2 separate regions of the Capsicum annuum genome follow, and region 2 is linked to region 1. A link is a contact called in public Hi-C data. All regions are on one chromosome and are shown on one strand. The core of a region is the stretch at or near the end of the contact, and the rest is flanking DNA. Distances in the headings are between cores, read along the strand shown.

Region 1 (5,716 bases), core at 1,267-3,766:
CGCTGAACTACACAGTTTTTGTTCTTCTTCTTCTTCTTCTTCTTCTTCTTCTTCTTGTAGACACCAAATATACACTTATGAAGAAAAATCTTGTACTGCTCCTTTAATAATATTTCGTTAATATGCTCTTCAATATCATTGACCGCGTGACATTCTATATGTAGTGCAAATTTTAAAAGTACTCTTGTCATGAATATTTTATCACGCGACACCTAAGTACCAAAAAAATTGTTGAAATCTATATTACATGTACTACTCACAAAAAAATAATATAACATACATAGTAAGCATATATTTCCTATAACATCATACATATTACATAACAAAAAATACATATATCACTGCATATGTATTTTCAGAATACATGTCTGTTCTAGAATACATAATAAACTCATATTTGTTTACAAAATACATATCATAGTAATATTGAACAAACAAATACAAATGCATATCAAATACATATCTTTACAGTGACAAGTACAACTCCTGTCCTAATGTCTTAACAGTAACAAATACATATCTTAACAGTAATAAAAATAATTACATATCTTACTAGCACCAAATAAATATCTTAATAGTAACAAATACAATTTCATATCTTAACAGTAAAAAAAATACAACTCCATATATATACATATAACTGAACAACACAAAATACATACTACATATCTTAAATAATTAAAAAATATTACAAATATATATGTTACCAACTGAAAAACAAATATAAGCATAATCATATGTATATTAAAAAATACACATACCTGCAGATGACCCATAATCTATAAAAATACAAATATCTTTATCACTTTTTCTTCTTTAGATTCATATTCAAATGAATTTTGTTCAATAGGACTTATAATTTTACTTGATTCTCCTATTTCGCTTGACTTTTTTTTTCACATATTTTTGCATTTTTTGAATTTTGAAGATGAAGGTTTTCTCAATCCTTTTCGCTTCATAATTTCCGCAATCTTCTTTGGATTGTTATAATGCTTCAATCTCCTCTTCTATGCTCATTTCTCTCTTTGACTGAATAGGCGTAGAAATCAGTTTAAGATCTTCATCTTGTATTAAATCAAGACTAAATGATGGTGGATTATTAGAAACTAAATTCAGAGGTGGTATACCTCTATTTGAACTTCTATAATATGTGTGTTCTGCCATTATAACAGACTTCCACACTCTTTCAACAAAAAGATTCACAAACACCCCCCTCCCCCCGGGCCAAAAAAAAAAGAAGAAAGAACAATGGTTGAATAAAATAATATAAAATATATAAAATATATAAATTATATGAAAGAGATAACATGCAATCACTGTAAATATCAATTTATCTTATTTGATGGAGCACAATATTTATCAACAATTTGAGGAAAATAGGAAAAAAAAAAAAGTAGAAGATAAGTTACATTGGAGAAAAGTGAAATAATGGAATGAAAATAGGAAAAGGTAAAGTATGTGGAGTGAAACAGCGCCTGTGTAGTTAATGAACAAAAAAATGATAATTTTGTTATAAAATGTAAGTTTGTAAAGGTGTTGTTATTTATTGTAATTATAGTCTTAGTATTGTTACTTTCTACAATTTTTCTTTCAATAATTGAAGGATATTTCTAGCCCAATAGGTTAACAAATGATATTTTTGAATCAATTTCAATATTTGAAGGATGTTTTTGACTTTTTTCGTCATATAATAAATAAATAAAATAATTAAATGACTTTTTTTTAATATCTTACCATATATTCTTTACTTATCAATTATTTTAGGATTTTATAATTTTTGAAATATGTTTATTCTACCCTATAATTTAGATGCAAATGTAGATAGATTATTACTCCCTCCGTCCCAAATTTTTTAATTTAATTTTCCATTTTTCATAATTTTTTTTTATTAATCAAGAAAAGATAATTTTTTTTTTATGTTTTATATTTTGCATTAATTATTTTTTCTTCAGATTAAAATATAAACATCATTTAATAGGGACACTATGGTAAACTAGCCATGTTATTAATTATTTTTTTATTTAATGTGTCATCTCAATTTAAAATGGGTAATTTGGGACGATTTTAGGCGGGCTAGAGATAAACCAAAGAAATATTGGAGGGACATGATCAGGCATGATATATAGCAATTACAGCTTACAGAGAATATGTCCCTTGATAGGAAGGTGTGGAGGACGCGAATTAGGGGTTAGGGGTGGGAGTGCGGCAATAGTAATAGAGGAGTGCTTCTTTGGATCTGAAATTTCTGGTTCGTAGTATTAGGCTGTAGTTGTTGGATTACTGGTGTTGACTTTTTTTCATCCCATACTAATTTATTATGCACTTATCTTTTATATTTGTTATAATATTAGTTTATTTTATGTACTATACTAGTTTGTATCCATTTATTTTTTATATTTATTATACTATTATTAATTCTAAGCTGAGGATCTATTGAAAATAACCTCTATCAAAAATAACCTTTCTATTTTATTTAAAATAGTGGCATGATGTGCATGTGCTCTACCTCCGAGGACCCATTAGGTTGGAATACATTAGGGTTGTTGTATGCATACAACCGAAGCTCATGTGACCACACCTATAACTTTTGGATTTACATCGACCTCTCCAATTCTTCCAATCCTCTTTCCATTCGCCGCCTCATTTTCTCCTTCTCGTAATTGTACTAAACGCCCATTTACAAATTCGCAATCATCAATTTATCTCCTCGATTTAATAGTTCTTTTTCTTGGTTTCGCTTTTCGTGTTTGATTAGTAATTTTCTAGGGTTTGAATTATGGCGCCGCCAGGAGAAACGCCGTCGAACAATCTATGGGTTGGTAATTTAGCCCCTGACGTTACCGATGCCGATCTAACTTCTTTGTTCCAGAAGTACGGCCCGCTTGATAGCGTAACCTCATATTCCTCTCGCGGATTCGGTTTTCTGTATTTCAAAAACATCAATGATTCTAAGGAGGCTAAAGATGCACTACAAGGATCCTTCTTTCATGGCAATGCACTTAGGATCGAATACGCTAAGCCGGTTTGTGTTTTTGTTTTTCTGTTTCTTCGTTGTTTGATTCGGATCGATTTTTGTTGTTGTTGTTCTTTATTCGTTAATTGTTTGTTGATTATTGTTAGTGAAATTGTCAATTGGTGTGTTTTCCAATCCAATCATCTAGAGGAAGAACTTGCCTTTTTCAGCACACTCAAAATCGAAAGAAAGCATTAAAAAACCAGACAAACGAAATCTGCTAGATAATATATAAAATAGAAAAAAAAATATAGATGAAATTAGTTGGAAAGAAAAAATATGGATTTCTGTTGTTTCTTCATCAATTATTTGTTGATTATTGTTAGTAAATTGTCAACACTCTGTTTTTTATGTACTCAAAATCAAAGCAAAATACCTGAAAAAAATAAAAAGATAATCTTATCAAAATCAAAGCAAAATATAAAAATACCAAGCAAACGAGATCTGCGAGATAATTAGTAGATTTGTAGAAAATAGAAAAAAAAGAGATAAAATTAATTTCTTTTTTAGATAGTAAATAAAAGAATAAACAGATGGAGAATTGTGCCGCGATTTGGATCGAATGCAATGAACAAAGTGAACCAATGTATAATTATCGTTTCCATAAATTTTTACATTAAAATCTTGCAATTTTTATGCGTCTGGAATTCGATTCCTTTGCAAGATCTATGCGTCTCGATTCCTTTGCAAGATCTATGCTTCTGGTATTAATTCCTTTCCAACCGATTGGCAGATCTATTTGTTGAAGAGGAATAATAATCAGATACGAATGTGATTGGTATATTGTACTTGTTAATTGAACACAATCGACTCAATGGACAAGGCAATTAACTTTTCTTGTGATTTGAAGAAGTGGCTGCACTGGTTAAAGGTGTTAATTGAGATCTGAGATATGAAAAATAGTACAAAAAGGTCTTCTTCAAATATTAAGTTGCCCCTTTTTCAGATTTTCAAAGCTTAAGCACGTTGAAATTTAGACTTCAAAACGTGCTCAAATTTCCAGTCTTTGTGCGGATTTTAGGCTTACATCGAATATTGTTTTGGCAATGGTTAACCAAAAAGAATAAATCAATTCTAGAAGAGCATTTTTCTTGAACGGTACCGAGCGCTACAAATATCCAAGAACACGAGCACGTTCTGCAAATAAAAATAGGCACTGTTGTTGTTTAAAACTGGATGCCATCCAATTAATCCCTGTTTGCTCCTACCCACCAAAAGCAATAACCATTGCGATGTGAGTTTCACCCACTTTCACTGCATGTTATAGATTTTTATCTCCTTTCCAACTGATGGGGACTTAAGTCCAAGTCCTTCCTCGAATGTTCAAAATTTTAATCAACGTTGGGAGGTGTAGTTGTGTACAATGAATGCTAATTTTAGTTGAACAGTTGTTTAGGCATATGGGCAACGGAATTGCATATAATTTTTATACAGTTTTCTTCTAGCGAATATTGGTTACTTGTTAAAAGTTCTGTAAATTGACAAACATCATAAGAAATGCCTTCATGTCCGAAAGTTCCGTACAGTTCAGACAATTTTCACTAAAAAATGCAATAAAAATGTCATGTCCCCGTAACCCACCAAAAAAAAAAGAAAAGAATCAAAGAGAGAACAATGTGCAGTTGATATCTAGGCGTTATTTGTAAACTTCCATGAAAAATAATTATTGGGTAAGAATTCCTGGAAATGAAGTTCTGGAGATCCCTTACAGTTCCCAAAGTATGATTAAGACTTAATTATATTTTCTGGAAATGACCCTGTTTTATAACCTAATTGGAGATCCTTGCTTCGAAATAAAAGAGAACCAGTCCTTCGTATAATAATAGACATGGTTGAAGCAAAGTTAAGATACTCTATTCAGTTATCAACATGTTTGGGATAAAAGAAAATATATGCATATACGGCGACGCCCTGTATATACTTATGGGACTTAAAATGGGTATGAAGTTTGGATGTAGAGGGTGTTTGGTGATCCAGTTTTTAAATTCTAATTGGAACTATTTAAAGGGGGGTATGAAGGAGGTCATGAACTATTACCAAGAGCTGATACTTGCTAAGAAGATAGGAAAAATGAACATCCTAGCACCAAAAATTCAACTTCTTATTCCTGTGACTAGAGAGCGCTCTCTCTCTCTCTCTCTCTTCAAAATAATGATATGTTTATCTATCGGAGGAGGCTAAATCTTTTTCTTGTTAAACTAATGTGGTGTGAATGTTCGTGTATTTTCTAATGTCCAGATATACTAAAAGCATGCCACTTCAGAGGTAGCTGGTCCCTTTGGCATCCTTAAGTGATCTGCTTATTAATTTAATTGGTTAGTGTATGTATATATATAGAGAGAGAGAGATAGATAGATGTGATGCAACAATATTTACTTGTAATAGATAAAGGGCACGTCCATACATATAAACTTGAGTTCATTTGTTTGTTGGGATTGTGATTTTGGCCAGTATATGTAGCATGGAATTGGTTTGGGATATGCTAATTAATGAAAGGGACCCTTAATGAAAGTTGCAAACTACTATGTGAATGCTTAATTAACTTGGAAATTGCTGTGAAAGCTCCCTTGTACTTGATGCCTTTCTCTCCTTTACTGATGGTAAAATGTGCACTATGTTGTTTTGTGTGCATGTGGAATTTCTATAACACTATGCCTGATGGTTGCCTTAGTCTATGGGTAACTTAACTCTTATCACTTGATG
Region 2 (5,079 bases), core at 1,590-4,089, 670 kb before region 1:
TGAAAAGTCAGAAGCTCATGGAAGTTACCATGACAAACTCAACAAAAGCTATACGAGTCGAATGATGATAGTCACCAAGCAACCTCAGGCGATGAACCTATGTTAGAGAAGAAAATCCATAACATAGAGTTAGGATTTTAAGAAGGAACAGCACGTCAGACTTGTTACATGAGCAGCTACAAACCTCTCCACACAAGGACTCAAAGAACAGCTTGACATCTGCTTGAGTAACCTGCTTCATCCAAACATACAAGTCGTAAATATTTTTCTTCATTGATGTCCATCAACAAAGTGAATTATAAACCCAAAATTACCTTCTTATCAATATTTGTACAGTATACAGTTCTAGCACACATCTCTCTTTCATCTTCAGACTAGCAGCAGCACAAAACGTAAAAACTTTAGTATTAGCAGCACTAAGTATGCATTTGCCACTCCTAGGGGCTAGGACACTATTACAAAAGGTAAACTACATGTAGCCACATTTCCTCACCCTTGGAAGAAAGGTTGGATTAACCGGTGCAATCGCAGTTTTAGAAGGAAGCACTCTCACGGGATAAAACCCAAGCATAGTTCCTGCAAGACTCAGAGCAGTCCTTGCACCTTCTGCATGACACATTGCGGAAAATGTGTGTTAGAGAACAAGTACCCTAACTTTCTGGCCAAATATATAAAGAAATAATCATGTCACGCTACCTTCGTCTGTAAATTCAATAAAGGCAAATCGAAGTACAGAATTGGTGTCACCACATATACGACAGTCGACAACCTTCAGCGCATCAAGGTTAGACAGATATGGAAATAAAACATTTCCTCAACATAATTAAAAGGCAAGACAATAATCACAAATGAGTACAGAAGCTTGAAATAACCGATAGACATCCACCTGTCCACAGTTAAGAAAGAGTGCTGCGAGATGCTCTTCAGTAACCTACACAAAAGAAGAAACAGAATTATTAAAATAAAAACGATAAAGGTGCAGTAACCCAATTAACAATAACATTGGACCTCTCTATTTTACCTGATGATCAATGTCGGATACATAAACCGTCCTCCTTATAACATCTTCCCTTTGGGCCATGCCTGTTCGGGTATTCATCCTTCTCCTTCCATAACCATAACCGTTCTTCTTCTGTACACACAATTTAAAACTCCACTAATCAGCTCAAATCCACGGACATAGAAATATTACAAAAAAACAAAACAGAGAAGATTTCTTTTTCCGAAATAAATGGTAGAGAAAGAACAAAAGAAACTCAACTTTAACACTACAAGGACTAAAACCCTCCAATCACTTTTATGCAGAATAACAATTGATCTATATTATTATAGACCCTTGTCGTCCGGCCCTTCCCCAAATTCCACGCGGAGCAGATAGAAAATCCATTGAGAAGTTCACCTGTATCCAAGGTATCTATTCTTACTATAATTCTTTGTTTTAACTGTATCGCACTATGTATCATTTGATAACCCTCAAACTCTTCCATCTTTGTTTCAAATCGAATTTCAAATTGAAGAGATCCAAAGATATTTACAACCAGATAGCTCGCAACAACACAAGTTCCTATATCCACTTTATCTTTCAGGAGTATATTTATGCACTTGCTCATGGGAGCTTTAGTGCACCGGGCTGCCCTTATTATTATAACAATTGGACTATATGAAATGTCCTCCGAGTGATCATCTTACACCTAACAAACTAAAGATAATTCTGATCAGTCACAAGATTAAAAGTGGAGTACCTACCATATCCATATTCCACAGCAACAAACAAAACAAAAACATGATAAACCAGAAAGGAAACGATGTTCAATTGATACCCTTTTGTTGGGATTTCCATTGGCAACTCCTCCTTGGTCAATCTGCATTAGAAAATTGTTAGCATCAAAGCCAAAATGCATTGTGCCGGGTGGAAATGGCACTAGCATGTTGTTATTAGCCAGTGATGGTGGCACAAACTCTTCAGCCTGGGGATTCAATTTGGAAAGCATTTCTTCCAAATCCCTCATCTCCTTCTTAAACCCTTCATCGCCACCATCGCCATCAACCACCCCTCCATTCCTTAAATCAACACCGTTCATTTTCTGATGCTCAATACTGTGATCAACTCCATTACCGTTGACGCAGTGCTGTTGTTGTTGCTGCTGAATTCCATTAGCTTTCTCGGGTTCTTGCTGGAAATTCTGATCATTTGGTACCTTTGACCTCTGCACACCATTCTGTTGTTTCGTTTTCACTGACTGATGATCGACAACCACAACAACATCTTTCTGCACAATTCTGTCAACAACGTTAATAGCAGCATTCTCAACCACAGCCATGATGGTTCAGGTTCAACAAAACTCTATCTGACACTGTCAAATAATGCTCCTTTTTTGTCCTTTTCTTGTACCCTTTTCTGTCTAAACCCCAAAAACAAAAATAAACAAAACAAATAAATAAAGATGATACCTTTATTATTTCAAGAAGATCAAGCTGGGTATTTGAATTTATTATTAAATCAGGAAATATATTAAAGGGAAAGAAGGAAATTAATCGTACCCTTTCTAAATGACATCCATTGATAAGAAAAAACAGTAATTCCAAGATCGTCAGCTGAAGAATGAAAAATCAAGATTCTTTTTTTTCTTTGTTGGAGTGTGTGTAGTGTAATTTTTACTGAGTCTGAAGAGAGAGAAAAGATATGAAATAATTGTACTAACTCCACTAGTTTATAGCAAGAGAGAGAGGAGAGAAGAGAAGAGAAGAGGAGAGAAGTGGATACTTCGGATCGTCCGTTTTGCTCCACTTCCTTTTGGACTTTCTTGCACTTACGTTCCGAATAAATAAAAATTGATTTAGGAATAAGGTGGCTTAAAGAACGTATTAATAGAAAATCTTATCAATTAGCATATTAAATGTCAATAAGATATATTAAGTGTATTAAAGAAATACAACGTTAATATTATAGAGAATTTGCTTATAAACATCAACTTGTAAAAATACAGAAATAATTTGTAGAAAGACTAGAGTTGTTAAATAAAGAAATAATAAACTTAGAAATAGATATTCTAAACTTTAAAGAAACAGACGAAATAATTACCATAACATCTAATTATTATAAAAAAGCATTAATTAGTGAAAAATCTAGGCTGATAGAAAATATACAAGAAGTAGAATTAGATATAACCTATACTAATAGTAGATTGAAATATCAAACTAAGCTAAGTAAAAAATACTTTAACTTAAACCACTTAGGATAACAAGATAACTTCTTTAAAACGCCTCGATTACTTAAATCTTAGATTTTAACCAAAAAAAAAATATAGAGTGTTAAAAGATAATTTCACTCTAAGGTGTAATTTCAACCAGGGTGAATATATTTTACATTCAGAAGATAAACAATATAATACAATAATAGATTTTTTAATAAATTCAAGCAAAAAAATTCAGAAAAAAGATAATAGTATAATAAGAATTTTAGAAGAAATTGAAGTTACTTAGAATAAACATAAAAAGATACTAGATAAGATAGAACAAAATTTAGATTATTTAAAGTCACAAGAAATAGAAATAGACAGAAAAATTCAGTATTTAAATCACAAATTTAATTTAGAGAAAATACCTACAAAATTAAAAATTGAAAAGCTAATAAAAACTATAATAGAAAGACCTAAAGAATTAGAAGTAAAAACAACTCAATTAATATCTAAGCTTATAGAACAAGTAGAAAATATAACAATAGAAATCAAAGATTTGCAAGAAATAACAAAAAGATTAGAAGAAATATCACTTTCATGAGTGAAGAAGATATAAATTATAGTAAAGCATTAGAAAAATCAAAAAGTTATCATAGCGAACCAGAAGGATTATCTAAGCATATACCTTCAAGTATAACAGATAAAATTTTATTAAAACAAAATAATACCATAATAGAGTTATTATTAGACTTACACAAAAAGATAGACATTTTAATTAAAGGCAAAGAAACTCAAAAACCTTTTCAGGAAGAACCGGAATTATCTGAACTACATAAGAAAATAGACATCCTAATAAAAACTAAAGAAGCTCAAGAGCCACCAAAAAATAACTTTGAAATAGAAGAACTTATTAACCAGTTAAAACGAATTGAATTAACTCCTAAACAAGAAAGAAAAAATATAATAAGAAAACCACAAAAATAGACTTTCTATCAGATAGACGGAGAACCATCGAGAATAATGAAAGACAAGGAGAAGAAAGACAAAGAATAAGTTTTTCGAAAAATAGAGTAGGACGTAATAATATATTATTCAGAATATGCCGAAGACAACCTAATATGGAGCAGAACCAAGAACTTAACGAAATAATAGATGTAGATAAAGATTTACAAATTTTCCAACAACATCAATTAAAATTATTAAATCTTAAAACATTATATAACGCAGGATATTTTTCTACAGACAATCAGCTATATAGATCTTATAGAGAAGAACAAATATCAGCTATAGGAGAAGATTTTAAAATACTAGATTTAGTAAATGCTAACTCTTTAAGACATATAAAAAATAATAAAATGATATTGATGCATATGGGTTTAATTGTTATAGGAATAAAAGGTCTAACTAGAAAAAATCTAGGATCCAAAGTATTAATAACAATATATGATGATAGATGGTCAGATATTAGAAAATCAATAATAGGATTAGCTGAAGTAGATATGACAAATAATGGAGGAATATTCTATATAAGTCCAGATTTCTTAATGAACTTAAAAGAATTTGGAAAAAACATTAAAATAGGAATTCAAATAAAGGGTACGAAGAAATGAATAGTGGAAATAATTTATTAATGTGCATAGGGTTTATTGGAAAATTGACCTTAAGTAGTAATACTAAATTTAAACTAAAGGTAAATGATGTAGTTGAAATAATGGGAAATAAAGGCATAAGTTTAATAAAACCAATAAAATATGCAGGTTTAGAATGAAATTTAAACAAATTTACTAAACCAAAAATTCTCACACCAGACTCTCATCTATTATATACTACAAGTAAAGGAGAAACTTCAGTCAGGTTTACAGATTATAATTACACAATCAAAAGAAATTTAGATGATGAC

The links. Hi-C and Micro-C count contacts between places; a contact is called where the count stands out from the background.
Region 2: a contact with region 1 is called in a Hi-C map of placenta, with 3 times the contacts expected there. The contact joins the promoter of LOC107852144 here to the promoter of LOC107873109 in region 1. A contact is called at or near these places in 2 of 5 Hi-C or Micro-C datasets (bud and placenta).

The regions. Positions count from the first base shown.
Region 1 is chr6:149,648,695-149,654,410 of UCD10Xv1.1, reverse strand. It overlaps LOC107873109 (flowering time control protein FPA), which reads left to right and starts at 2,516. Exons shown (of 6, transcript XM_016719838.2): 1 at 2,516-3,022. The coding sequence starts at 2,777.
Region 2 is chr6:150,316,342-150,321,420 of UCD10Xv1.1, reverse strand. LOC107852144 (polyadenylate-binding protein-interacting protein 11) reads right to left here and starts at 2,839. Exons shown (of 11, transcript XM_016697199.2): 1 at 2,542-2,839; 2 at 1,821-2,402; 3 at 1,022-1,132; 4 at 887-931; 5 at 697-769; 6 at 494-606; 7 at 315-374; 8 at 185-232; 9 at 29-97. The coding sequence starts at 2,321.